Linked DNA regions of Mus musculus: regions 1, 3, 4 and 5 are each linked to region 2. The links are chromatin contacts, called in public HiChIP or PLAC-seq and promoter capture Hi-C maps. All regions are on one chromosome and are shown on one strand. The core of a region is the stretch at or near the end of the contact, and the rest is flanking DNA. Distances in the headings are between cores, read along the strand shown. Region 1 has its middle 6.7 kb from the start of Gm10832. Region 2 holds the start of Snx29 (sorting nexin 29). Region 3 has its middle 15 kb from the start of Rmi2. Region 4 holds the start of Litaf (LPS-induced TN factor). Region 5 overlaps Snx29 (sorting nexin 29).

The links. Promoter capture Hi-C pulls out the DNA fragments that hold promoters and counts their contacts. HiChIP or PLAC-seq counts read pairs in DNA pulled down with a chosen protein or histone mark.
Region 1: a contact with region 2 is called in a FOXA1 HiChIP or PLAC-seq map of pancreatic cancer cells. The contact joins the enhancer-like site here to the promoter of Snx29 in region 2. A contact is called at or near these places in 7 of 39 promoter capture datasets (the 3T3-L1 cell line, the HPC-7 cell line, HPC-7-derived erythroid cells and 4 more), 1 of 15 datasets of contacts at CTCF or cohesin (stem cell-derived epiblast-like cells), 1 of 484 Hi-C or Micro-C datasets (pro-B cells) and 2 of 115 datasets of contacts at active chromatin or transcription factors (bone marrow-derived macrophages and pancreatic cancer cells).
Region 3: a promoter capture Hi-C map of 3T3-L1-derived adipocytes shows a contact between it and region 2, with 2.9 times the contacts expected there. The contact joins the enhancer-like site here to the promoter of Snx29 in region 2. A contact is called at or near these places in 13 of 39 promoter capture datasets (3T3-L1-derived adipocytes, the C10 cell line, the HPC-7 cell line and 9 more), 2 of 484 Hi-C or Micro-C datasets (muscle stem cells and neutrophils), 2 of 115 datasets of contacts at active chromatin or transcription factors (microglia and pancreatic cancer cells) and 1 of 9 other capture datasets (pancreatic islet).
Region 4: a promoter capture Hi-C map of embryonic stem cells shows a contact between it and region 2, with 8 read pairs. The contact joins the promoter of Litaf here to the promoter of Snx29 in region 2. A contact is called at or near these places in 17 of 39 promoter capture datasets (the 3T3-L1 cell line, 3T3-L1-derived adipocytes, the HPC-7 cell line and 12 more), 2 of 484 Hi-C or Micro-C datasets (both in embryonic stem cells), 4 of 115 datasets of contacts at active chromatin or transcription factors (effector CD8 T cells, embryonic stem cells and extraembryonic endoderm stem cells) and 1 of 9 other capture datasets (adipose tissue).
Region 5: a contact with region 2 is called in a promoter capture Hi-C map of liver, with 2.0 times the contacts expected there. The contact joins the enhancer-like site here to the promoter of Snx29 in region 2. A contact is called at or near these places in 2 of 39 promoter capture datasets (the HPC-7 cell line and liver) and 1 of 115 datasets of contacts at active chromatin or transcription factors (large pre-B cells).

Annotation. Positions count from the first base shown.
Region 1 is chr16:11,022,592-11,027,685 of GRCm38.p6, reverse strand. No RefSeq gene overlaps it. Among named protein-coding and RNA genes, the nearest start is that of Gm10832, 6.7 kb to the left of the region's middle. Within about 2 kb of position 2,590, at least 43 of the 459 cell types and tissues checked have an H3K27ac peak or open chromatin away from gene starts, as enhancers often do. A contact at or near this core is called in pancreatic cancer cells, where this site is marked.
Region 2 is chr16:11,320,342-11,325,716 of GRCm38.p6, reverse strand. It overlaps Snx29 (sorting nexin 29), which reads right to left and starts at 2,813. Exons shown (of 21, transcript NM_028964.4): 1 at 2,739-2,813. The coding sequence starts at 2,745.
Region 3 is chr16:10,847,707-10,852,402 of GRCm38.p6, reverse strand. No RefSeq gene overlaps it. Among named protein-coding and RNA genes, the nearest start is that of Rmi2, 15 kb to the right of the region's middle. Within about 2 kb of position 1,387, at least 89 of the 459 cell types and tissues checked have an H3K27ac peak or open chromatin away from gene starts, as enhancers often do. A contact at or near this core is called in 3T3-L1-derived adipocytes and muscle stem cells, where this site is marked.
Region 4 is chr16:10,991,325-10,996,085 of GRCm38.p6, reverse strand. It overlaps Litaf (LPS-induced TN factor), which reads left to right and starts at 2,965. Exons shown (of 4, transcript NM_019980.2): 1 at 2,965-3,040.
Region 5 is chr16:11,662,688-11,667,664 of GRCm38.p6, reverse strand. All of the region lies in intron 18 of Snx29 (sorting nexin 29), which reads right to left. Among named protein-coding and RNA genes, the nearest start is that of Gm32100, 81 kb to the right of the region's middle. Within about 2 kb of position 1,569, at least 27 of the 459 cell types and tissues checked have an H3K27ac peak or open chromatin away from gene starts, as enhancers often do. A contact at or near this core is called in liver, where this site is marked.

The sequences.
Region 1 (5,094 bases), core at 1,341-3,840, 300 kb after region 2:
CTCCTGATCCTTTGAAGGGACTTGTGGTGGTTTGAATATGCTTGGCCCAGGGAGTGGCACAACAAGAGTGTGGCCTTGTTGGAGGAAGTTTGTCACTGTGGGTATTGAGACCCTCCTCCTACCTGCCTGGAAGTCAGTCTTCTGTTTGTCTTTGGAATAAGATGTAGAACTTTCAACTCCTCCTGCACCAAGCCTGCCTGGGTGCTGCCATGCTTTCTGCCATGATGATAATGGACTGAACTTCAGGACTCTAGCCAGCCCGAGTGTGGCAATCACAGCTCTGGCAGGAGAAAGGCCTTTCCCTTCTCCCCCTTTCCCTCTGCCTTAATCTAACCATTAGATTACATCCCTAGAGCTAGTCCCCAAGTCTATTCCCCTATTTGGCCACTTCTTCCTTCTAAGGCTGACCACTAATGTCCAGCTATCAAAGTATTGAAGTCCAGCAATCAAAAACTCCCTTTGGCTCACTTAATTAACATGTCCAATCAAAGTTAAACACCTCATCCTAACACGGAGTTTGCCCCATTCACCTTTATAAACTGCCATTTTCCTAGGGGCCACTGATGTCTCCTCTCTATCCAAACCCAATCCTTTGTCCTCTGGGACAAACACCCCTGCTTCCTCTCCCTTTCCCTGTCCTTTTCTCTCCCATCTCCTTTGTTCCCTTCACCATCTCTCTGCTTCTCTACCTCCTGCCTTTTTCCTTTACCCCTGCCCTCTGCTCCTCTGGAGCAAATATACCTCCTTTGTGCTGAGAACTTGGTCTCGGGGTGTCCTGAGCTGACTCTGAGGCTCTCTACAACCTCTAGTCTGCAAGCACTAGGGTGGCAGACGTGTCCACTATGCCCCACTGCCTCTGGGTGGTTTGAAGCAAATTCATACTAGGACCTCCAATTAATGAGTTGTTCCTTAGACAGTGCATTCTAGACCAGCTGACCAGTCTGCAAACCAATATGCCAGTTGGGATATTTCCCACCCACTGGGCTGAGGGTAGAAAGAGACGTGGAGACTACTTGGATGTGCCTCTGCTGACCTCCCTGCTTCTGAAGTCCCGTAGTCCTACAAAGCAAAGCCAAGATTGGCTTGGATGGAAGCCTGTCAGGCTCTGTGAATGCTGAAATACACCAAGAAGGCATTTTACACACACACACACACACACACACACACACACACACACACACACACACACAGAGCCTCCAACTAGTAGTTGATGCTGGACATTCTCTCAGGGCTCAGGCCAGTGACACCTGGAGACAGGCAAAGCTGAAATAAGTCAGTGATGACTGCCTGGGCTCTGGGCTAAAACACGCATTTGCTCCATGTTCCTACCCCTAAGCCAGCATCCCCCGAGCCCCCAGCTCCAGAAGAGGCAGGATGAGAACCTGCCTCTGTGTCCCCCAAAGCCTAGGCATGCAGGCACCAGCTCCTCAGGTTTTTTGTACTCTTCTTAAGCAACAACTTTCAAGTGTTTTGTCTGGAAGCAGGTGAGCAGGCAGAAGAAGGGATAGCCAGTATATGGCCTCTACTGCGTTCCTTCCAAAAAGCCACCTGTACACCCAGTGCCTGACTCAGGAGCTGCCTCTATGACCCAGTCTAAAATGACGTCATGTTTGATACCCCCACTGTGTGTCTTTCCGAAAGTCTTTAGAGGAAGTCTCTGGAAATTGTCCCTTGTTGTCTGACCCCTGCTGACTCCAGAGTTTCTGGGGTCTTGGTGGGAGCTCAGTGCTTGGTAGGAAGGGCAAAGGCAACATCTGCTTCTCTTTGGTACCAGAACTTCCTGCAGAAGCCCTGTCGGTCTTTCTGGACAAGGCAGTACTGTATGGGGGGCCTCCAAGCTCTCTTCAGTCTGGACGTGCATTGTGTTGGTTAGGTTTGGGTTCTGTAGTTTTGTGGTTTTGTTTTTTGTCAACCTGACACAAACTAGAGTCACTTGAGAAGAAGAAACCTTAGCAGAGAAAATGGCTCCATCAGGATGGCCCATGGGCAAGGCTGTGGGCATTGTTGATGTGGAAGGCCCTAGGCCCTAGGGGCAGTGCATCGTGGGCTGGTGGTCCTGAACTGGCCACTGATGAATGTGGAAGTGTAAGGATAATCCCTCTCCATCCTGGTTTGCTATTGGTCATGGGGTTTCATTGTAGCAATGGAAACTTAAGACAATGCACAAGGTGTTTTCTGGAAGCTGTAAATGCACTGCTGGGCTGGAGATGGAGCTGTCAGTAGAGCAAGCACTCAGCATACACAAATCCTCTAGGTTGCATCCACAGTGCCACATAAACCAGGCACGAGGGCACACATGCAACTCCAATAAATGAGAGGTGGAGACAGGAGGACCACAAGTTTAAGATCTTCCTTGGCTACATAGAGAATTTGCAGTCTTCTTAGGTTACACGAGGCCCTATCTCAAAACAAAACAAAACAAAACAAAACAAAACAGTAAAATAAACCAGAGAAATCTAAAAACAACCCAGCTCCTGAGGCTGGGGGCTGAGTCCAGGGAGATGATATAGGCAGATTGTGGGAGCCCTGGGAAGGCCCCGCCCTCCTGGCTGGTGCTGATGTGAGTCCTGTGGTCAGGCAGGATGGCACACTTGGGAAAACAGCTTGCTCTACTTTTATCTTCTGATTCATCCCAGAAGAATGGGAAACATCTTCCCCTCCCACATCTCCTTGAAAAGCACCATGTCTTTTCTCAGCAGCTGTGCTTGCTTCAGGCCAGTGAAGAACGTGTGTGTGTGTGTGTGTGTGTGTGTGTGTGTGTGTGTGTGTGCACGCATGAGCTGTAGCATGCTATTCAGGACTATTAATGGAATGTTGCAAAGAACAGAATCAGAATTAAATTGACTTATGTGCAAACAGAATTGGTGATGGGATAGCTTCAGGCATGGCTAGACACAGGCACTCAGGCAGCAATGGAAGATCTGTGCTTCCTCAAGTGGTCAAATTCCATCTGCTGGGTGAACGAGTCCTTCGTGCTCCCAGCTTCCCTCTCACTGACCTAGGAGAGAACTGCCTGTGCTCAGGAGCTTCAGTGAGTCTCAGGAGTCTCACTAGCTAGATTTGGATCCCACGGCTTTGGATTAGATGATCCTGAAAGCCATGCCGCCATTGACTAGCCATGGCTGCATGCTGGGTGTGGTTAGAGAGCCTGGGTTGGGGCCAGGAAGGATGAACACCCCACAGCTAAGGTCAGTGACACCCAAGTTTCCAGGAGGGTAGAGGTGGGCTGGAAGGGGCTAGTTGGAAGTATTGGAGGTGGCGTCTAAGTGGCCAAGGCCTGTCTCTTAGAAGAAGGGTTCAAATCCTAATTTCATCAGATTGGAAAAGTCATCTCTTTCCCAAGTACCAAGAACCAGTTCACACCATTTGTGGGGACAAGCTCTACACTCTGGGAGTCTCCTCCATTGTCCTTGTCCTGGAAACCACTGGGAACTGGCAGCTAGAGACAGCTGTTGAGTTCAAATCCCACCCATGCCTTGATGACTTCTGTGACTATGGGCTTGTTTCTCAACCTTTCTGTGCCTGTGTTCTTTTTTTTTTTTAAGTTTTATTTATTATTATACATAAGTGTACTGTAGCTGACTTCAGACACACCAGAAGAGGGTGTCAGATCTCATTATGGGTGGTTGTGAGCCACTATGTGGTTGCTGGGATTTGAACTCAGGACCCTCGGAAGAGCATTCAGTGCCCTTAACTGCTGAGCCATCTCTTCAGCCCGCCTGTGTTCTTTTATCTGAAAAGTGAGGATCCTGAGATTTCCTGCCTCCTGGAGCCATTGCCAGGATTCACTGATGCTCCCAGAGGCTAGATAGCCTGTGTGTATGTTGCAGCTGAAGTCAGATCCAGTTTGGCTGACTCCCAGTTCTGAACTTTTTATCTTGGCCAGCAGCGGGAGCTTGCTGTTTGAATGAATGTGTGAGAGAGTGGATGGATGCATGTACGCATGCATGAGTGGATGGGTGGATGAATGGATGGATGGATGGATGGATGGATGGATGGATGAATGGATGGATGGATGGACGGGTGGGTGGGTGGGTGGGTGGGTTGATGAATGATGAGAAGAAAAGGCTGGCGCTATCTGTGAACCATTGAGAAGTCCCTTTGACTCCTACATGGGGGAGCTTGGCCTTCTGTTACAGACTCAGTTCCCCTGCAGCAGATATGGGATGGCATTAGGCTGTGGCACAGGCTTATGGTGCCTGGCCATTGTGACTGTCAAAGACTTGCACTGTGACTTGATTCTCTTCCCTGTGTCCTGGGCTTCTTTCTCTTCCAGCCAACTCTAACTGGGCATCACATGAGGGAAATTTGTGAACACAGTCTGCTCAGTTTACACAGAGCAGCATGGCACAGTTCTCCCAGTAGTCTGCCCACTTCTGGGTCCTCTCATTCACAGGTAGGCTGCTGTGCACTGTGACTCTTGTCTGCAATAGCCCCATGCTTGTTAGAATGCTGCTCAGTGTGCAGAGGGTCAAGGTAGGACTCAGACTCCTGGATCTTGAGACAGGGTCTTCCTTTTAGCCCAGGTTGGGTCTAGATTCATGATTCTCCTGTCTCTTGTTCTAAGGGCTGGGATTACAGGCATCTGTGATCCTGCTTGGCTGAAACCTAATGGCTGCAGCAACCACTGCTCCTCTTAGCCTCGTTCTTCTTCCCTTCTTTTCCATCCCCTTCCCCTCCTTGTCCTCTCTCCTTCCCTCCTCTTTCCCTCATCCCTCCCTTCCTCCTCTCTTCTTCTTTTCCACCCACCTGCTGCTTCTTCTTTCTTCTTCTGAGGCAGGGATCTCCTGTGGCCTGGGCCATCTTAGACCTCACTTAAGGTCTGAAAGACCTTAAGCTCTTGATTTTCCTGTCTCTGTCTCCCAAGTGCTGGATCAGGTGCTGGATTAGAGATGTGAGCAACTGTGTCTGCTTTGTGAGCTGCTGCTGAGATTACAGATGTGCGCCACTGTGCCTGGTTTATGTGCAGCTGGGATTACAGATGTGCATCACTGTGCCTGGTTTATATGTACAGATGTGTGCCACCGTGCTTGATTTATGTGTACAGATGTTCACCGATGTGCTTATTTTATTTGCAGCTGGAATTACAGATGT
Region 2 (5,375 bases), core at 1,564-4,063:
TTGTATTTATTTATCTTGTGGATTCATGTGCTAGCCACAGTGTTTCTGTGGAAGTTAGAAGACAACCTGCAGGAGTCAGCTCTCCTTCTATCCTATGGGTCCCAGGGCCAAACACAGGTCATTAGTTAACTACAAATGCTTGAGCCAGAGTTTTGATACTAAGTGTCTCCTTGAAAGATAAACTGGCCAATTTCCTTTGGTTTCTCAATTTCAGTTCTTCCTCTAATGAAGTAAAGGAATTTCTTCTGCAGACATCCAGGTCTATGACGAGCCCTTTGGTCACATTCAAAGGGAAAAGTTAGGATTAAGGTATCTATCTCTGGTGAGAGGACATAGGCTCAGCATACATGAGGCTCTGGATTTACCCCTTGGGATCACAAAGTATTTCAGAGTGCCTGGTTCCCACCATTGTCCCAGAGGGACTAAGATGCAAGCCTGTCCCCACTCTTCACTCAGCTTTTATGGAAAGAGTAACAATGAGCCCTGTTAAAGGACTTAACACCAATCATTTAGCTGAGCAACCAAAAGTCATTACTAATCTAGGAGGCAGATGCTATTGTGTATGCTTGCTTTGCTGCAAATTCCACCTTAGTTGCTCTAACTTACGCATCTTTAAAGGATGGAGAGGTGGCTCAGTCAGTGACGTGCTTGCTGGGGGACATACTTCTAACTCCAGGACTGGTGTGCTGAGGCAGACACAGGATGATTTCCAAGACCAGCTAAACAAAACAGTCTAGCTAGAACGGTGAGTCCTGGGGTCAGTGAGAGACCCTATCTCCACAAATAAGGAAGCAAGACAGAAAAACAGCCAGGGTTGATTGCTGGCCCTCCTACACATGTGCACATGCAAACACACCTGCACACACATACTAAATTAATTAATTAAAAGTATATTGCTGGGCTGGTGAGATGGCTCAGTGGGTAAGAGCACCTGACTGTTCTTCCGAAGGTCCAGAGTTCAAATCCCAGCAACCACATGGTGGCTCACAACCATCTGTAATGAGATCTGATGCCCTCTTCTGGAATGTCTGAAGACAGCTACAGTGTACTTACATATAATAAATAAATAAATCTTTAAAAAATTAAAAAAAAAGAAAATCCCAACTAATAACCAAAACACGAGTTTAAAAAAAAAAAAGTATATTGCTGCCGGGCGGTGGTGGCCCACACCTTTAATCCCAGCACTTGGGAGGCAGAGGCAGGCAGATTTCTGAGTTCGAGGCCAGCCTGGTCTAGAGAGTGAGTTCCAGGACAGCCAGGGATATACAGAAAAACCCTGTCTCGAAAAACCAAAAACCAAAAACCAAAAACCAAAAAAAAAAAAAAAAAAAAAAAAAAAAGCATATTGCTTTATGTGGTAGAGCCAGGATTTGAACCCAGTACATTGGGCTCCATCACCTTTTGGTGGATGCTGGCACACACGTTTTTGTTAACATTAGTGTTAAGTTAGACCCAGTAATTTGCTTTGGCAGATGAACGTAAACTGTAAAAACCCCTCCATTAGTCCCCTCAATAAGACCACAGTTCCATAAACTTTGCTCTTGAGCAACAAAAAGCATCTAACGTTTTTTTAAAGATGCACAGAAATAATTTAAAAAACAAAAAATTAAGACTGCCCTTTGCTCCTTTGCCCTAGCACCCTCTCCGCTCCATGAAACACCTGAGTGCAAGTCTAGAGACTGGGTGCAGAGACGAAAATCCAGCTGCACAGTAAGAAAAAACAGAAACTACGAGGGTAGGCGGGTCCTCCTAAGGGAATCCAGATCCCTGAGTCCAGCAGGAGAATCAACAGCCAACACAAGCCTTCCCTGAGTCACTCCCATCTCCACGCGCAACACCCAGGAATGACTTAGCACCAAAACATCAAAACATCATCAGGACTCTTCAGAGGGAGGCTTGAAGACACAGACTCCGACAAAGGGACTAAACTTCGGTATCACTGAGCACAAGCCGTCACAAGCACCTGCCTCTCACTTCCAGACTCCCCACCCGCTCCACCTCCCTGCTGGTGGTATTGGCTTGGGCAACGCTTGAGCCCCATTTAGGTTCAGCATTGGGCAAGAAGGAAAGGGCTTCAGGACACAACCGGAGACTTCAAACGATGAGCTAGAGGAAGACATGGAGAGAACTGAAGCATGAACTAACAGCCCAAATACAAAAGGCACAACCGGGAGAGGGACGCTGCGAGGCTAACTGGCCAGCTCTGGGGACACAGGTGCAGGGAAGAGGAGGGAAGAAGACAAAGCTGTCCTAACACTGAGACCTCTGGGGACCCGGAGCTGTCGCTCTGGTTTGCTGTGTGTGACAGGGGTGTCTAGAGATGCTCTTTGCCTTTGGAGAAAGAGGAGTCACTGGGTGGAAGAGACCTGGAACAGAGAATAACTAAAAACCAGGGGCTGGTAACTGGAGCTGAGTCCCAGGAGGGTCACGGGAGAAAGAGGGACTAAGGCAAGTACCAGAGATCTGAGAATCCGGGGTGCGGAAACCTGTCAAAGGGATCGGCTGTCTGGGAGGGAATTGGGAGCAAGCTCTGCTCTAGGAGTTGGCTGTCACTGGTGAGGCAGAGGGACAGGAGCGCCAGCCCCGGGATAGTGGGAGCGGTGCAGGAGACTCCGGGCCAGGGCTCCGAGCCTGCGAGCGACCCCGCGGGGGTCTGCAGCGTGTGAGCACACCGGGCCCGGAGCGTGCGGCTGCAGTGGCGCTACGGGGCGGGTGACAGCAGCGGGGCCGCCACTCACCGCTCATGTTGCTGCTCCCGGGGCCGCCGCCTGCCTTGCCGCCGCCGCCGCGTCTGCAGCCGCCGAGCTCCACACAGGCCGGGAGAACGCGCGCCCCGCCCGCTGGCCCCGCCCCGGAAGCAGTGACTCTCCTAGGGCCCGCCTCCCGACCCGGAACCAAAATACTCGGGCAAATCGACGCCCCAGGGTAGCAGGGAAGAGAACCGGCACCTCACAAAATCAATGCCTCCCAATCCCCGAGCCAAGAAAAAGACATCCATTTAGACTGAAGTTCGGACAAGGATGCGATATACGCGTACCGAGAGCTTGGAGTAGTGTGTTGCATGTCCGTCAAACCAGCACTCGGGGGAAGGCAGGTGGATCAGAAGTTCAAGGTCAACCTTGAACTACTCAATGATTTCGAGGCTAGATGGGGCTGCTTGAGACTGTCTCAAAGAGAAGAGAGAAAAAAAGAGTAATGGGCCTGCAGGGCCTGGTGGTACAGGCTTTAAATCCCAACATTCAAGAGGATAAGTCAGGAGCCTGAGCTGCAAGAATTCAAGAGCTGTGGATGGCCGGCGTGGTAACGCACGCCTTTAATCCCGGATTTCTGAGTTCGAGGCCAGCCTGGTCTACAAAGTGAGTTGCAGGACAGCCAGGGCTATACAGAGAAACCCTGACTCGAAAAAAAAAAAAAAAAAAAAAAAAAGTTTGGTAGAGAGGGCACATGCCTTGCATGCAGGAGGCCCAAGCTTCAACTCTCTGTACAAACAAAAACAAAAGGTGAATTCAAAGCCATTCTGGGTAACTTCTCAAGACTCTCGAAATAAAAAGTAAAACCGGAGTGGTAAAACCGGAGTGGTGGATATAGTTCAGTAGTTGGAGTAGCACGTGCAAGGCCCTGCAGGCAGGAGAGTTTGTACTTTCTTGATGATGGATGTGGGAATAAAAGTGCAAAGCACAGTGATGCAGTCAGAATTTGAAACTTCACTTACAATCCTGGTGTGACCATGCACACCTTTAATACCAACATTCACAGAAGAATCGAATTACTGCCTGAGGCACTTGGGAGAATTTGTGGTGGGTGTGTGTGTGTGTGTGTGTGTGTGTGAGAGAGAGAGAGAGAGAGAGAGAGAGAGAGAGAGAGAACTTTCTAGAATGAGAATGCATTGTAATGGGTCTGAGGAGAATGACAGTGGGTCAGTGGGTTAAGGGAACTACAAGAGTTGTCCAACTGACTCTAGGCAACAGTGAGAGGAAAGGTGGGTAGGTGCTGAGAGAACACAAGAGCTAAATTCACAGCAACTGTGAAATCCAGGGTTTTGCCCTATTTTAAATATGGAGTTGAAAGACTATTTTGCCTGCTGGATATGAGGCTGGAGTCACCCAGCCTGGAGAACTTAGGCTCTTGATCAGAAATAAGAAAATAATGAAGAGCTAGAAACTGTAGTAGCTCAGTGGAAGAACACATGTGTGCCATCCTGGATTTGATTCCAATAAAGAAAGGAAAGGGAGGTGACTAAACCTGCAGGCTGCCCTTTACCAGTGGTCTTAAGTCCTACAGAGGTTTCACATGGCTTCAGCTAAAATCTTCCACCTTCCACCCTGGGAGGACACAAACAGCGCTCTCTCCCCAGATGCTAGCATCTTCACGTGGAGCTCTCCAACTCCACAAATGAGGCAGACCAAGTGTGGAACAGGTCCTGCCTTCCTATAATCCCAGTCCAGAGAGAATCAAGAGCTTAAGGCTAGCCTGTAAGGAAAATGATATGTCGAAAAACCAAAAAAAAAAAAAAGAAAAGAAAAAGAAAAATGATATGTTTTGATATGTTTTGATACTTCACACATTAACAAGCCTCAAATGTCTTGTTACAGTTTCATAAAATAAAACAGTCATTCACTGGCTATTACCCTGCTCGGACTCACTCAGTGTCTTGCTCCTCTCCTCTCCTCTCTTCTCTCTCTCCTCTTTTCTCTCTCCTCTCTCTTCACTTCCCCCCTCTCCGTGTGTGTGTGTGTGTGTGTGTGTGTGTATGTGTGTGTGTGTGTGTGTGTAAACTGGAGGTAGAACCTAGTACATTGAGTATGCTAGGCAAGTATTCTATCTCCCCTAAGCCAATCCTCAGTCCTGACAACATTTATAAGGTGGAGGTAATAATGGTCTACCTTCCTTATAGTATTTTGTATGTGTAAAATGACTTAGAACAATCTCTGGCACCATTAAGCCTACATAGTGCACACACCTGCACTTGAGCTGAAAACAGTACCAGGTTCGTGTTTGTCAGCAGTAGCACATGCATTTTTATGAGCATGCTGGCACCTGCTGCATTTCACACAGAATTAGCCTGGCTTCCACTTATAGAAAAACATGGGACAATCTTGCTTTCTTTGGCCATGGGGAGAATCCAGTTTGTCCTCAAATATACCTACCATGTTTGTGGGTGCCTGATAGAAACATAATATTCTGGGGCCTAGAGATGTTGGAGAGCTTTTTGTTTCTTTTTTATTTGTTTGTTTCTTCTTTCTTTCTTCCTTTCTTTCTTTCTTTTTTTTTTTTTTTAAGGCAAAGTTTCTCTGTGTGGCCTTGGTTGCCCTGGAACTAGCTGTCTAGACCAGGCTGGCCTCAAACTCACAGAGATCTGTCTGCCTCTGCCTCCT
Region 3 (4,696 bases), core at 138-2,637, 470 kb after region 2:
AGCGGTCAGAATGCCCCTTTGTGGTTAAACACCCTTAAGGCTGCAAACTAGTTGTCCCCACCACATTAGAAACTAAGGTGCTGGGCTGGCGAGATGGCTCAGCGAGTAAGAGCACTGACTGTTCTTTCAAAGATCCTGAGTTCAAATCCCAGCAACCATATAGTGGCTCACAACCATCCACAATGAGATCTGACGCCCTCTTCTAGTGTGTCTGAAGACAGCTACAGTATACTTACATATAATAAATAAATCAAATTTTGGGCTGGAGTGAGAAGGAAAAAGAAAAAGGTTAAGATCAGAGAGACTTCCCCTTCTACATGGGGAGACACGTTTGAGGGCCGCTTCCTAACCCCACCTTAAGCAGCCTGGAGATCAGGCCTTCCGCTATTGTAAGTCCTAGCTGACCACCTCTCACATGGTGGGACCACTACTGTCAGGAGAGGCCAGAGCTGGGGAGGGCTGGCTCTACACTTGCTGTGGTTAAGGTCTGTCCTCCCTTGGAACATGCCTGTCCTGATTGTCACCAGCACACAGCCTGTGTTGAGCAGGACAAGACCCATGTGTTGGTGAATTTTCATTGTCAGCTTATCTCTGGCGTGTTTCTAGAGAGGTTCAACTGAGAAGCTGCACCCTAAAAGTGGTGGCACCATCTCATTTTCGAGTCTTGGACTGGGTAAAAAGGGGCAAAATGCGCACTCCCCATTCATCTGTTTCTTGTCTATGGATGCCATGTGGCCAGCTGCCCCCAAGCCTACCACGAGGGACTGTGCCCTCCAACGGTGGCCAGAATAAGCCCTTCCTTAAGTTGGTTGTGACAGGTTGTAACAGCAACAAGTAAAGTAGCATAGCACAGGGGCACTTCCCAGCAGACTGAGGTGGCCAGCAGCCCACGCCAGAGGCCTACGTACCAGCAGTTCCGTGGTCAGACTCTGGGCAGGACTAGAGCAAGCTAAGGGCAGGGCCATTCCCCAGCAGTGCTCAGGGATCCAAACTGCCCTTCCTTCCCTGCCAAGCCTCTTCTGGGAGTTCAAGAAAGAATGGGGGGGGGGGGGGGAACGGACCACAAAGCCATGAAATTCTAACAGCAGGGCTGCCTTTTGTTCACGGGCAAGCTCCATGCCCTGTATTTTATCCTGAAACAGGGGACTGCAGGGCACCATTACCCCAAACTCACATACACCAACCCAGCAGCCAAGAGAACTAAGACCCGAGCACTGAGACCAGCCACTGGCCAGACACAGGCCTCGAGTCTTTGTGTTTCCAGGGTCTGAGCCAGAGGAGCCAGGGTGTAGTAGTGGGTCAGCCAATCGTCTGTCCCCAGGAATCCTCAGCACAGGAGAACCCCAAAGGGAAAGAGAAGGTAGGGACCTCTGACTCAGAAGTCTTAGGGTAACTGCCAAGCCAGGTGTGGAGGCATACACCTTTAATCCCAGCTCTCAAAGGCAGAGGCAGACAGTGGATCTCTGAGTCTGAGGCCAGCCAGGTCTACATAGTTATGCCATTATGGTCAGAGCTACAAAGAGAGCCCCTGTCTGAGAATAAATAAAACAAAATATCCCTGCCAAAGGGTGACAGGCCCAAGGAATGAACGTGGTACAGAGGCTGGGAGCCCACAGATCTCAGACCCTTCAGCATCACAGCTTCCTTTCCCTGTCTACGCCCCAAAGACTAAATTCCAAGCCAGAGTCTGGCCTCTCGCTCTGCTAGCCCCAACACCTAGCCCATGCCCCAATCATTATTATTGACAGGGTCCCCAGATGGACCTGGAAACACTTTCACATGCTGGCACGGCATGAAGGGGCTCTTTGCTCCTGCTATCACTGGGGTGACCACCCTGGAGCGATTACACCCTTAAGTCTCTGGGAACTCTCAAGGCTCCAAGCACTGCAGAAAAGATTAAGTCAACTTGGAAGAAACATGTTTTTCCAATTAGCTATAAAACCACCCATGTTGGAACCTTTGCAGCTTTGCCATTACCCAAAATGCCTCTCGTCCTTTTTTTTCCACAAATAATTTCACAAGGTTTTTAAGGGCATCAGCATGAGTGTGGAAAAAAACAGACATAGGGCTCCCATCAGGAAGCCACCAGCAAATGTTCCCTCGATCACCAGCCTTTGAGGGGGGCGGAAGTGAGAACTAACTTCTAGCTGCACTCTTTAGCCCACCTCAGTCAGATCTCATCTACACGTGCAGTTGCACTGATGTTTGAATTGGATTTGTGTTTTATTGCACATTCATATTGGCAAAAAGGCCTTTCTTTGTTGACATTTCTTCCCTGTGCCAAGTCTGGGGCAGCCAGCCAGACGGAGAAGCCAAGATCCTGGAGGAGTCACCAAGCCTGCTGGTCTTAAAGGGCCACACTGCCAACCACACAAGTTGAAGAATGTGGAAAAGCGGATCTATGATCTCTGTGACAGGTGAGCAAACAGGACGTCTGCCCCAGCCAACAAGGTGAATTAAACAAGCTCGGTGTGCTCAAACTTTACAGACAAGAGGCTCGCAGCCTGCTGATTGGTGGTGGAGCCTAGATTTGAAAGCATTGACTGCCTCCAAGACCCGAATTAACTCCTTATGCTGTTGTCCTTCCTGCAGGTCCTGTGGCAGGATCTTAAGAGTCTTTTATACACAAGACTCCCACTTACAAAAGACCCACCTTCTTCCTGGTATTCAAATGCCAATGAAAAGATATTTACTGGTGTAATTTAAGTACCACACTACTTTAAGAAAGGAAAACTTTTAAACCCGGGGCCCAGAGAGGGAAGATAGGAAATTGAGAAACAAGATGATGAGCTGGACACACAATACTGATATGAAGTCAGAGGAGGGCTCTGGGGGACCCCTAGTTTATAAGTGACAAGGAAACAAGCTCTAAGTCCTATTGTTTTGCGTTCTAAATGCTGTCAACAAATAGGACGAAACTTTTTCTGGGTCCCCTCCCCATCCAGTGAGGTTGAGCAGAGAACCCAGCTATGCTGAGAGATACTTGGTTCATGGGAGCAGAGATGGGAAATCTGTTGTTTTAAGTGACTACATGCATGGCGGTGTGTGCTGTATCATCCTAGTGGTCAGACATATGGAAGATGTCATGTCCTCACACACCTCTCCAGGGTAATGGGGCCAACCCAGATTCCCGAGGACCCTGTGGGACAGTCCCTGCTCTACTGGAGCAAAGTAAGAGAAGGGAACTGGTTCGGGAGTGAAACAAACCTAGGTTCCAGCCTCTTGGGGCTTAGTTATGGTCACCCTGACATGTGACATTAGAGCCAGATCATCTGGCAAAAGGCTGTCTGTTGGCTTTCCCCACTGTGGAGGTACAGTTTCTATCCCATTGATCCTGTGAAAGGCAGCCTGTATATTCTATCCACTGTGTCTGGCAACCCCACAAGATACACAAGCCACATTCAAGAACAGCAACCCCATGAGTCTGTCATCCTACACAGCTCAAGACAGTCCAGACGTGTGTTCCAGAACATCTGGTAAAGTCGAATATTCCAGCCAAACAGCAATCACCAACTCTGCTATTCCCTAACATTGTTCTTTTTGAGATAGTCTCATATATTCCAGGCTGAACTCTAATTTGCAATGTAGCCAAGAATGACCTGAAACTTCTGGTCCTCCTGCCCCCCTTCCTAGCTCTGCATGTACATATGCATGAAGTAGGTAAGTGCAGTCAATAATGAGATTTCAAAGCCCTTCCTTTCCTCACCCAATTTGGCCAGAAGGGAGGAGCAGGTGTTTGTAGCTTTGAATTTCCCAGCACAGGGCCTCTGTTTCTTAGGCTGATCTTTGTCCACACCACATCCCTGCTTGTTCAGTTGAGCTAGATGACCTCTGGGGAGGTGGGTTAATGCTACAGTGGGAGGAGGCATTCAGGAACCTTGCTATGAGATAATTGTGCAGCCAGGGGCCAGAATGGCCCTCTTCTCCTGTGATGACACCCTAACCAGAACCTGTGAACACTATCTTAGTTGCAAAATGGACTTTTTCCAACTTAAACAATAAAAGACTTCTATAAGCCTAGGCTGGCCTCTATCTAAGTCACTGAGCAGAAGGTGACCTGAACTTCTGATCCCCCTGTCTCCACCTCCTGAGCGCTGAGACTGCAGGTGTGTACCACTATGATCAGTTTAATGCAATGCTGGGAAATGAACCCTGGGCGTCACGCACACTAGGCAAGTACTCTACTAACTGAGCCACATTCCTTAGCCTCAGAAGTGATTCTTGCGATGAGCTGAGCCTGCATGCATACAGCAGAGATAAGGCAAGCTGTGCAGCAACCAAGGATCTTCCTCCCATTGTCTCCAGACCCAGGGCCCAGCAGGCACTGGGGCTTCATGACAAAGGCCACACTCAGGTGTGGTGGCACACACCTTTAATCTGGGTACTCAGGAGGCAGAGGCAGGACGATCTCTGAGTTTGAGGGCAGCCTGGTCAACAGATTGAGTTCCAGGACAGCCAGGGCTACACAGAGAAACCCTGTTTCAAAATGAAACAAAACAACAAGTCACCTACTGCTTGGATTCCCTTAGCAGCAGAGTAGAGAGTCGTTTACTCTTTCTGACCCCAGGCATTCTTCTCTACAGAGGTCAGACATAAGCCCAGAGGGCTGAGATGTGGTTCCGAGGTAGGGCATTCATCTACATATAGGAAGCCCTAGGTTTCATCCCCAGCACATAATAATAATGCTAAGTCTGTC
Region 4 (4,761 bases), core at 1,716-4,215, 330 kb after region 2:
TGATGCCCTCTTCTGGTGTGTCTGAAGACAGCTACAGTGTACTCACATAAAATAAATAAATAAATTTTTTAAGTGCACTTCTGAGGTAGGGGCTTGTGCCAGCTCTTTCCTGCTTGCTCTCCTCTTGTCTAAACCCCTTATTTAGATTTTTAAAGAATTAAGAGGCTGGGGATGTGGTCTAATGGGTAAGTGCTTGTTGTTGGACCATGAGAACTGGTATGTGGACGCCCAACCACAGAGGGAGTGAGGGAAAGGTAGCCACCCACCAGAGCTGAAACAGCAGCTCCAGGGTTTCTGAGAGACCTGTTTCAAAATATCAGGTGTCTTCTTTGATTGTTCTTCATTCCCCCCCCCCCCCCCCCCCCCCGTTAACTTCTGGCTTCTGCACTCACACTCGTGTACACACACAGAGAGAAATAAGCAAAACACACACACACACACTTGCTTTCATGTACATACAAACACTGCACCGACACACATGGAGATAAAGTTGGGTGTGGCAGCAGATGCCTACACCAATACCTTTCGTGAAGAAGAGAAGAACGGAATGAAGGAAGGAAGAAAGAAAAAGGAAGAAAGGAGTCAGTTTACATAGCATAAAATGTAACCTTTTAACTGTCTTTGAGCTCCCCATCAGTGGCACCTAAGCATTCGGCACCGTGCACCCATCACCACTCTAAGCATTCAGCACCGTGCACCCATCACCACTCTAAGCATTCGGCACCGTGCACCCATCACCACTCTAAGCATTCGGCACCGTGCACCCATCACCACTCTAAGCATTCGGCACCGTGCACCCATCACCACTCTAAGCATTCGGCACCGTGCACCCATCACCACTCTAAGCATTCGGCACCGTGCACCCATCACCACTCTAAGCATTCGGCACCGTGCACCCATCACCACTCTAAGCATTCGGCACCGTGCACCCATCACCACTCTGACATCCCTGGCGGTGGCTTCCCCTGCTCCTCCCGATCTTTCTAGCACCAACCAGCCACTAATCTGCTTTGTCCAGGAATTTACCTGCTCTGGGCGCACTTGATGCAAATGAGACCATAGGATAAATGGTCATTGTGTCGGCCTTCTTTCACCCTGCACAGTGTTCCCAAGATCTCCGGGCCATGGTGGCAAGCAACAGTAAATTCTTTTGTTAGGTTTGGATACCTCTTACTCTTTGGCACACACATATGGTACTTTACATATCCACTGATCTGTTGACCACTTGGGTTTTTATTTTCTTCAGCTTTGGTGAACAGCAGGGCCCACAGCAGTCTTGTACAGACTTACACGTTGGAACACTTGTTTTCAGTTGTGTGTGCCACCTGGAATCAGAACAGCAGCTGCACCCTCTCACGTGTACCAGCAGTGCACCAGGGAGAGCATTTCTTCCCTTCCCTTCCAACGTTATTACACATAAGCACACATGCACAGATGCGTGTAGACAGGCCAGAGGCCAATGTCACATGACTTTTTCAATTGTTCTCTGTGTTTATTTTTTTAATTAAAAAAAATTTAAGGGAGAGCTTGAACCCAGTCTGTATCCCAACTACTCGTCCCATACCACACATTAAGCATTTGAGGTACCCATGTTTGGGGAAACCCTAGGAACAGCATGTGAGGAATACAATGGATAAGCCTCACCCAGGGAAAAGCAATTACATGACCATAATATGGTATTTCCTTTGCCAGGTGTGCTCCATTATACTTTTTGGTATAGAATCTCAATTGAACCAAGGCTCTCCAGTTCTGTAGTCTGGCTGCCAGCAAACAACAGGGATCTTCCTATCTCTCCCATCCCAGCACCGAAATTACAGAGGAGGATTTAGGAGGCAGGGCCTATCTGCTAAGGGTGGCCATTGAAGGTTAACTCTATTCCTTGTCTCTGATCACTCCCTCTTCTCCAGCCTGGTCTACTGTAATGTGAGTAGCATCGGCATAGCTTCAGCTGCCATAATCTCAACAGCTTTGCCAAATCTTTCCCACGGAGATGGACTGAAACCCTCTCACACTGTGACCCAAAATAAACCTTTTCTTCCTGCAGCCTTTTCTGTCTGCTACTGTGCTCACATTAAAGCAAGGGGATAAAATGTAAGCCATGCATGGTAACATACACTTTTAGCCTCAGCACTAAGGAGACAGAAGCAAGCAGATCTCTGTGAATTCAAGGCCGGGTGGGGCTACACAGTGAAACACTACTGTGAGCTTGTGTGCGCTCACGTGTGCGTGCACCCCCCCACCCCCCCCACACATGTACGTTGTAAGAATGTTTTTTTTTTTTTGTATGTGTGGGATGAGTTGAGACAGGGTCTCATTGTGTATCTGAGGTTGGCTTCAAACTTCCTATGTCTCTCAGATTAGCCACATTTTTTTTGAGAAACTGTTCAGCCGTAAAATGTGCTGGGCTTGTGGCACTATACTCATTTATGGGCCGCTGGGTATGAACCCTGTTTTCATGCATGCTAATGTTAGCCCTCTAACAGCTGAACTGCAGTCTGGCTAGTTTTTGTTTTTTTGAGACTGGTCTCACTATAAAGCCTTAGCTTGCCTGGAACTGTTTTAGATCAGGCCGATCTTGAATATACGCCTCTACCCTCAGTACTGTTCATCATATAATTTTATTCAAATTATAAACTTTCATCAGCTACATAACATACAAATGTTGTCTCCCATTCTGTAGGTTGTCTTTATGCCTTGACTTTGGTGGAGGTGTAGTTGTGGCTGTTAGAAACAAAGAATAATCTCTCCCCTCCCTCTCCCAGGCCTCGCGGCTCCAGAGTCCGCCTCCCGCCCGACCTTTTGGCCCCGCCTCCGCGCGCCCCGCCTCTCGCCAGCCCACTCAGGTCGTAGCTTCATCCCTACTCCTCCTGCCTCAAGGCTGTTACTCCTCCCCTCCTAGACCCCACCCCATCTGGCCCTTTCCAGCAAGCCACGCCCCGAAACATCTCCGCCCCCGGCTCGCCCTGCCTCCCCGGAGCCCTCCCGGCCCGCGCGCGCGGCCAGAGCAGACCTCCCGGCTCGACTGGCGGCGCGGGCAGCGGTGAGTGCGGCCCTGCTGGGTGCCCGGTGGGGAACACCAGATTCGGGGCGCTGGGCACGGGGCGGCAACAGAGGCGAGGGTCGGGCTTTGCCACCTGCCTAGAGTCCCGGGGCACCGCGCTCTCCTTGGGGGGCGAGCAGGGATGTCGTGGGACCCGGGGTGGCGCGCTCTGGGCGGGATTGAGGGCGAGGGGTCCCAGCAGTGCGGTTGTGTTTGGTTCTCAGTCTCGGACTACCCAGCTTCCGTCCGAACCTCACCAAATGATGCCCCTCGGGCTTATAGGAAAAGGCGCGACTTTCTCTAGTAACCTTTAGTATCTAAGTTGCGATTTGGAGAACGCCCCTGTGTGTACTCTGAAAGCAAAAGCGAATAGAGAAAAAGTAGAGTAACTTTCCAGATGCTCTTTAGCTGTTCCGGGCCCACGCGTCTTTTGCTCTTATCCCTGTGAGTTTCACACGGGTTCCCAGACCGGTGCGAGCGTATCGGAGAGCAGGGGAACTTCAGGATCGCGGAGTCTAGAGCCCAGGCGAAGGAGGACGTGACCCCCGCCTGTCCTGCCAGCCCAGTTCTTACTTCCCAGTGGTTTCCAGGTCCGTGTGGGTCTAGACGGTGCTTTTGATCGTCATTCGGTATCGTGCCCCCAGCTTTCCGTTGAGGTTTAAGAGGAAGAGGTGAGGAGAGCATGGGTGTGTTTTAGAAAGGGTCGTTTGGACATTCCCTACCTAATACTTTGTCGGGTTTGTGCTTCCGGAGAGTGAAGCTGATGTCATTCTCTGTTGGACTGAGCGGTAGTCATTGGGAAATAGTTTGTGGAAGTCACGGGGCTCTCTAAGCTCATCCCCTTTTTGCTGTTTTGAGACGGTCTTAGATAGTCCAGGCTAGCATCCCAACTCCATATGTAGCTGAGGCTGGTCCTGGACTTTTCTGCCTCCACAGTGTTGAAATTACAGGGTTGTGCCACTGAGCCGCTCCTCCAGCCTTTTCTGAATTAAACCGTCCTCCCCTGAGTGAGCTGAAGCTGGTTCAGGGACTCCTGGACTCCATATTGGAGTCCTTTGAAGGAAAATCATTTCTACCACTAGGTGCTTGCCTCCTCTTCTGCCCTCCGCTCCAGCCTTCTCAGATTGGCTCTTTTAAAGTAGAACTAATGCAGAGAGAAAGGAGCTGAGTGGTATCACTAATTCCTCCAGCGATTGGCTTTATCAGTTGGATCAGGATCCAGAGGGTGTGTCGCTTGCCTTGCCTGACCTAGAATAACACCCATACTTCATCTTCTCAGCCAATCCTTGTTCTGCCTTCTAAAGGTGTTCAGGCCAGCTCAGAAATATTTGTTGTAGATCTACTTACTGTGGGAGAGGCCCATTGTCCTCCTTCCTATTCCACTAAAGGCATTAATAATGAATGGTTTTATTCCTGCCTGAAAAAATATCCTTATGATAGTTTACTGAATCAAGTGACACAGTGATTGGTATCAGATCCACCCAGTGTCTTGAGTCTCTAAGATACTAGACTCCCTAGATAGTAGCTCCCTTCCTTTGGCGGATACATTCCTTTGTCCATCAATACTTTTATGGCCTGGCCGTAGGAGGGGAAAGGGCTACCCCTTGTCCTTTGAAAATGCTGAAAAAATGGCTCCTGGCCCTAAGTGGCTTATGCTATGGGCGAAAAGCAGGCGTGCTGTTGAAAAGTTCAGAGCTTAGCTCAGAATCCCAGCTTAGGCA
Region 5 (4,977 bases), core at 320-2,819, 340 kb before region 2:
ATGTTTTCAGCAGTTGTAAACATGGCACTGAGAGGTACTTCTGCCTTAAAGTGAGGGCATCACCAAGTCAACAGACACTGATTAAAGCCTGGACAAGGACAAGTGTAGTTATTAAAAAATACACAGATGATTTTTAACAGTAGCAACTAGGTGATCCCAAAAGAAACCATCTTCCCTGCCTCCACACAACTACAGGCTACATTCCAGTCAACGCTAAGTTGGCTTTTAGGGAGGTCACCTTAATGAGGCTTCATTTCAGCTGGGAGTGACACACCCCAACAAATGGAAAATGACTCCTGAGCTATGTGCTTGAACATTTAGGGAACCGAGAAGACAGCACTTCTGACTGCCACCCTGCAGCCGGGATCCTTTTAGGTTTGTATCAGGGCACCAATTATGTACCAGAGTTGGTATTTGAATAGTCATCAGTGCTGTTTGGGGGGAATGTGGAACCTTTGCAGGCAGGAGGCATAGCTGGAGTGTCACTAGGAGTGCGACTCAGAAGGTCTTCTAGTCCTAGCCCTAGCCTGCCTGCCTGCCACAGCTGTTGAGTGAGCACTGCCAGCTCAGCTCCCTCCACCAAACACGAAGAGGCTCCAGCAGCCTCGACTGCCATGCCCCCTCCCTTCGATGCTGAATGACACCATCTAAGCCAGGAACCCAGGAAACCTTCCTCCCTTAAGTCGACTCTCTCAGGCATGTGGTCACGGCAGTGAGGAAAGTTAATGGATACAGCTCTGCTACCTCCTCCTTCCTCGTTCCTCGGGTGCCCTTGTGCCCCTCCTTGAAGTCCCTGCATTGCAGCCTCTTTCCCCTCAACAGACATGCTGCTGCAAAGCTGTCATTACTTCTCCTCACCCTGTGATCTCTCAGTGACAAGGCCATGTCCCCAACAGTGGTCGTCTATGCTTTTGATTCTCCTATATCTCCTATATCTCCCCTATATCTATTATTTAACAATTACACAAGCCCAAGCCCAACTTCCCAACCCAAGCATGTACTTAGCAAATGATCCCCAAAGTGTAACCACTCAAACAAAAGCACAGAACGAACAGTGCAGACAGTGATCTATCTCCACAACAAGCCGCTGTGTCAGCTCACGTCCTATCTGCCAGGTCACTGGCTTGACATGTATGTGCACAGCTCTACAGGGGGAAGGCTTTGGGGTGGGGGCAGAGGCAGTCAGAGGCAGCAGAGGACACTTCCATGCTACTGGGGATCTGATGCTACTAATCTACTGCATTTGATTTCCCTAAGTCTAATACCTACCCATGATATGTGTACACTTCTTACTGTAGCTGCTTACAGGGTGTGCCCTTAAGCTTTTGAAATCTGAATTGGAGCAGTGACTAAGTCTTCCTAAGCATGGATATGTTGAAAACTGTACCACTTGATGTCCAAGGAAGTCCCCCTCTACTCATTTCTCGTGGCCCTAGGGCTCAGCAGGTCCACATTCCAGTCACTGCTGTGCCCTCTGAGACTGTGAGGACGTTACATCACCAGTACCAGCTGCTATGCCAGCAAGGACAGTGAGTGGTGGGGAAATGAAAGAGTGGACAGAGACTTTGGAGGACTGTGGTCACAAGATTGCATAACCCAAACCAATCCGTGGCATCTGCCCACGAGGTAGGTATGTGGGTAGAGAGCGCCACAGGAAGGACAATGAGACCAACAAGGTCAGATCCTGATCCTGACCCGGTGGAAGTTCCTCAACCCATGGTTCACCACACTTCATCTGACACATGGGCCTGAGGTCAGAGCATGCATGAGATGGCAGTGACCATCAAGGCAGCACACCATCAACTGTCACCTCCTGCAAAATTTCCTGGGATCCTCAACCCTCCCCCCACAGACACCACCCTTCACCTGCAGCTGCCCAAATGTAGGTCCTGTGTGTCTACCACACCCTCCAGACTCTAGGCCCCTCAGGAATAAGGGGGCCTCATTCCTTGCAGTCCTCTGGGAAGGACAGCCTGGATGCCAATCAAGGTTTTTCAGTGTCAGAACATGCCCAAAGACATGCGGTCACATGAACTGTAAAGAGTCATGTCCACAAAGATCATATGTGCTCAGCCTTTACATGCTGTCACATGTGGCCATGTCCTGTCACTACCACCGACCTGCTGCCCCCACTGACACATAGGGTCATGAGAGAAAGCTCAGTGAGAGTCTGGCTCACTCCCAGCTCTTGCACAAGTTAAGCAGTGCATGGCAAATAGCATGTCCTTGGTCACTAGCTTAGGGACAAATAAATTATACAAAGAAAGGATAAAAATCCCTCCTATTTGCAAAGACAAAAACCAGGATAGAATCACAGTGACACCTGAAGCCAAGAGAGAATCCGCAGGAGGCTTGAGTGCTCTAAGAGCACCTGGGGCTACGGGCCGCAATCCCTAGACACTTAGTGCTGTGGGAGGGAATGTTCCAGAAAAGGAAACCGCACTGGGATTTCTCATGGCCTGTAGCCATGAGAAGTTAACCAGTACTAGCTCGAGAAATCACAGTCACCACACAGCAAGGCCACACTAGGCTCTCGAGGCAACCCACGCTCACAGTAGATGCAACAGGTGGAAGCAGGTACGAGTGGGAGGAGGCAGCTTCAGCCTCGGAACTGATTGGTGCTTTTCCCCAAATGGGAAATGTCATGTGCTAAGGCTGAGAAGGCTGCGGGTCCTTGCAGCCTACACTTCTGCACTGCAGTCCCCATTTCCGAATGCAGCTCTGCTATCTTTCTTACTTAGCAGATGCCCTCTCTCTGCAGAGCCACACAAAGATGGAGCCTGAGATAAAAGAGACTTGAGGCACACAGCACACCACCTTAGGAAAGAAGATGAAAGAGGAGCCAAGAGACCCAAGGCCTGGAATATAAAAACATCACCCCTCCAAACCATTTAGCCTACTGAGTGCCTATGATCTATTATTTATAGGGGAAAATAAAATTTCCCAGCATCCTCCACACACACATGCTCAGCTGGATAAACATTTAACTACTCTGGCTATGCATATTTCTTTGGCAGGACTGGGATAGTAGTGGGGAGCTCAAATACTAAGTGAGTCTTTCTAGGGTACCACCTTTCCTCTCAGCCATGACAACACCCTGTGGCCTCTAGGAAAGACAGCTATTCTAGAAGAAAAGGGCTTGACTGAAACATTGTACAAAGAAAACCTAATTGGGTCACGCTTCTGGTGAGTAGATTCAAAGGCTGAAACTAATCTCACAACAGACGCCAGGTGAGCTTAGAGAAAAGGTACTTCTAAAGGGAGGGGCTCGAGGGCCAGGAACATATGTGCTGATGGTGTGGTATTGCATATCAACGGAGTAGCTGTAACATTTGCCAAAGGAGGAGGGGATGGTAGGTTGTTTTAAGGGCCAAGATTACTCTCTAAGCATTCTCAGTTGGCCAATGGCACCGATCTTCAACTTGTTTGGAAGGTGGGTTATCTGGAGAATCAAATTAAACATTTGCAGAAGCATAAGCTAGAAGTTTATTGATCAATAGCAAACTTAATTACACCATGTGAAAGTGACATGAAATCAAACCACAAACACATCCATACTAAAAATGAGAGGGAGGGAAGACAAGAGACCACTGTGCACTGAGGTGGCTTCCTGTGGATTTGTTCCCACTCATCGCTGTGTCAGCATTTCGTTTCTGGCTACAGCCTGTTGGCAGCCAGACATCAGTGGGCTCCAAAGTGTAAGAAATCCTCAGGATAAAAAGTGTTAAACTTGGAACACACTTGAAGCCAGTGTCATTCCCATTCTGAAAATTGCCAAAATGCCACTTCTCACTTCCAGTGCCCTGTAGGCAGAGGAACAGGAGTCTCCACACTCCTCAGGACTGGCCGGTCCTGCTAGAACCCTCTTTGGCATTAGCATGAGAGCAGGGGCTGAGGTGAGTATCTGTGTGATGTAGATAAACTGTCTTCAAGTCTCTGGCATTGGAGAATACCATCTCTGAGCCATCCTATAAGGCAGGCTTCAGGCACCTGACATTACACCAACAAAATGTCCTGAGGGAGCAAGTCTAAAGTCCTGCTATGACAGGAGTGGTCACTGGGAGACAGCCAACACAACTTCCTGAGACAATGGCTTCTGTCTGGCTTTTGTGCCTAGCAGGCTGGAAGAGAGTACATGAGTGTGTATGCATGCATGTGTGCGCAGTACACACTGCAGAGGTCCAGATGTCTGGACCCATCCCATCACCTCAGGGATGCAGGTGACTGTGTTTACAGAAAAACCAGAGGCAGGCTGGGCCCCTCCCTTTGGAATAAGGGCAGCTGTCACAGCTGTTTTTCTAAGAGTTTCCAAAAAGCTAGATTCTACCCACAGTCGGAGTTGTGATTTGAATGCAAACTATAGGCTCACACAGAACACTTGCTCCAGGATGTTTGTTGTTGGGGAAGGCTGTGGAATCTTTAGGAGGGAGAGTCTGGGTGGAGGAAGTGGGTCACTGAGGATGGACCTTGAAGCTTTAAAGCACAGCAACACTCCTCTGCAACCTGCGTGCACACCATGACCAGCCACCTCGCGCCATGGCCACCATATCTCCTCTGCCTTGTTAGACTATGTGCCTCTGCAGCTGTAAACCAAAACAAATATTTTCTCCCTAAGCTGCTTTTTTTCCAACGGTAATGATCACAGCACCAGGAAAATAGCTAAGTTAGTAAAACCAGATCTCTAAAAATCTGGCAGGGGTGGCAGTTTGAGCTACAAAGCCACATTGCTAAAGCAGGTGCTTCCCCGTGTCTCTGTCCTCTCGCTGTGACATAGGGATAAGAGTGTCTAGCCTCACTAGGTTCCCATATTCCCACAGCATGCAAATCAGTGCGGGGACAGGGGACCTGTGGCTGGTAATGACTTTTTTTTTTTTTTTTTTGGTTTTTCGAGACAGGGTTTCTCTGTATAGCCCTGGCTGTCCTGGAACTCACTTTGTAGACCAGGCTGGCCTCGAACTCAGAAATCCTCCTGCCTCT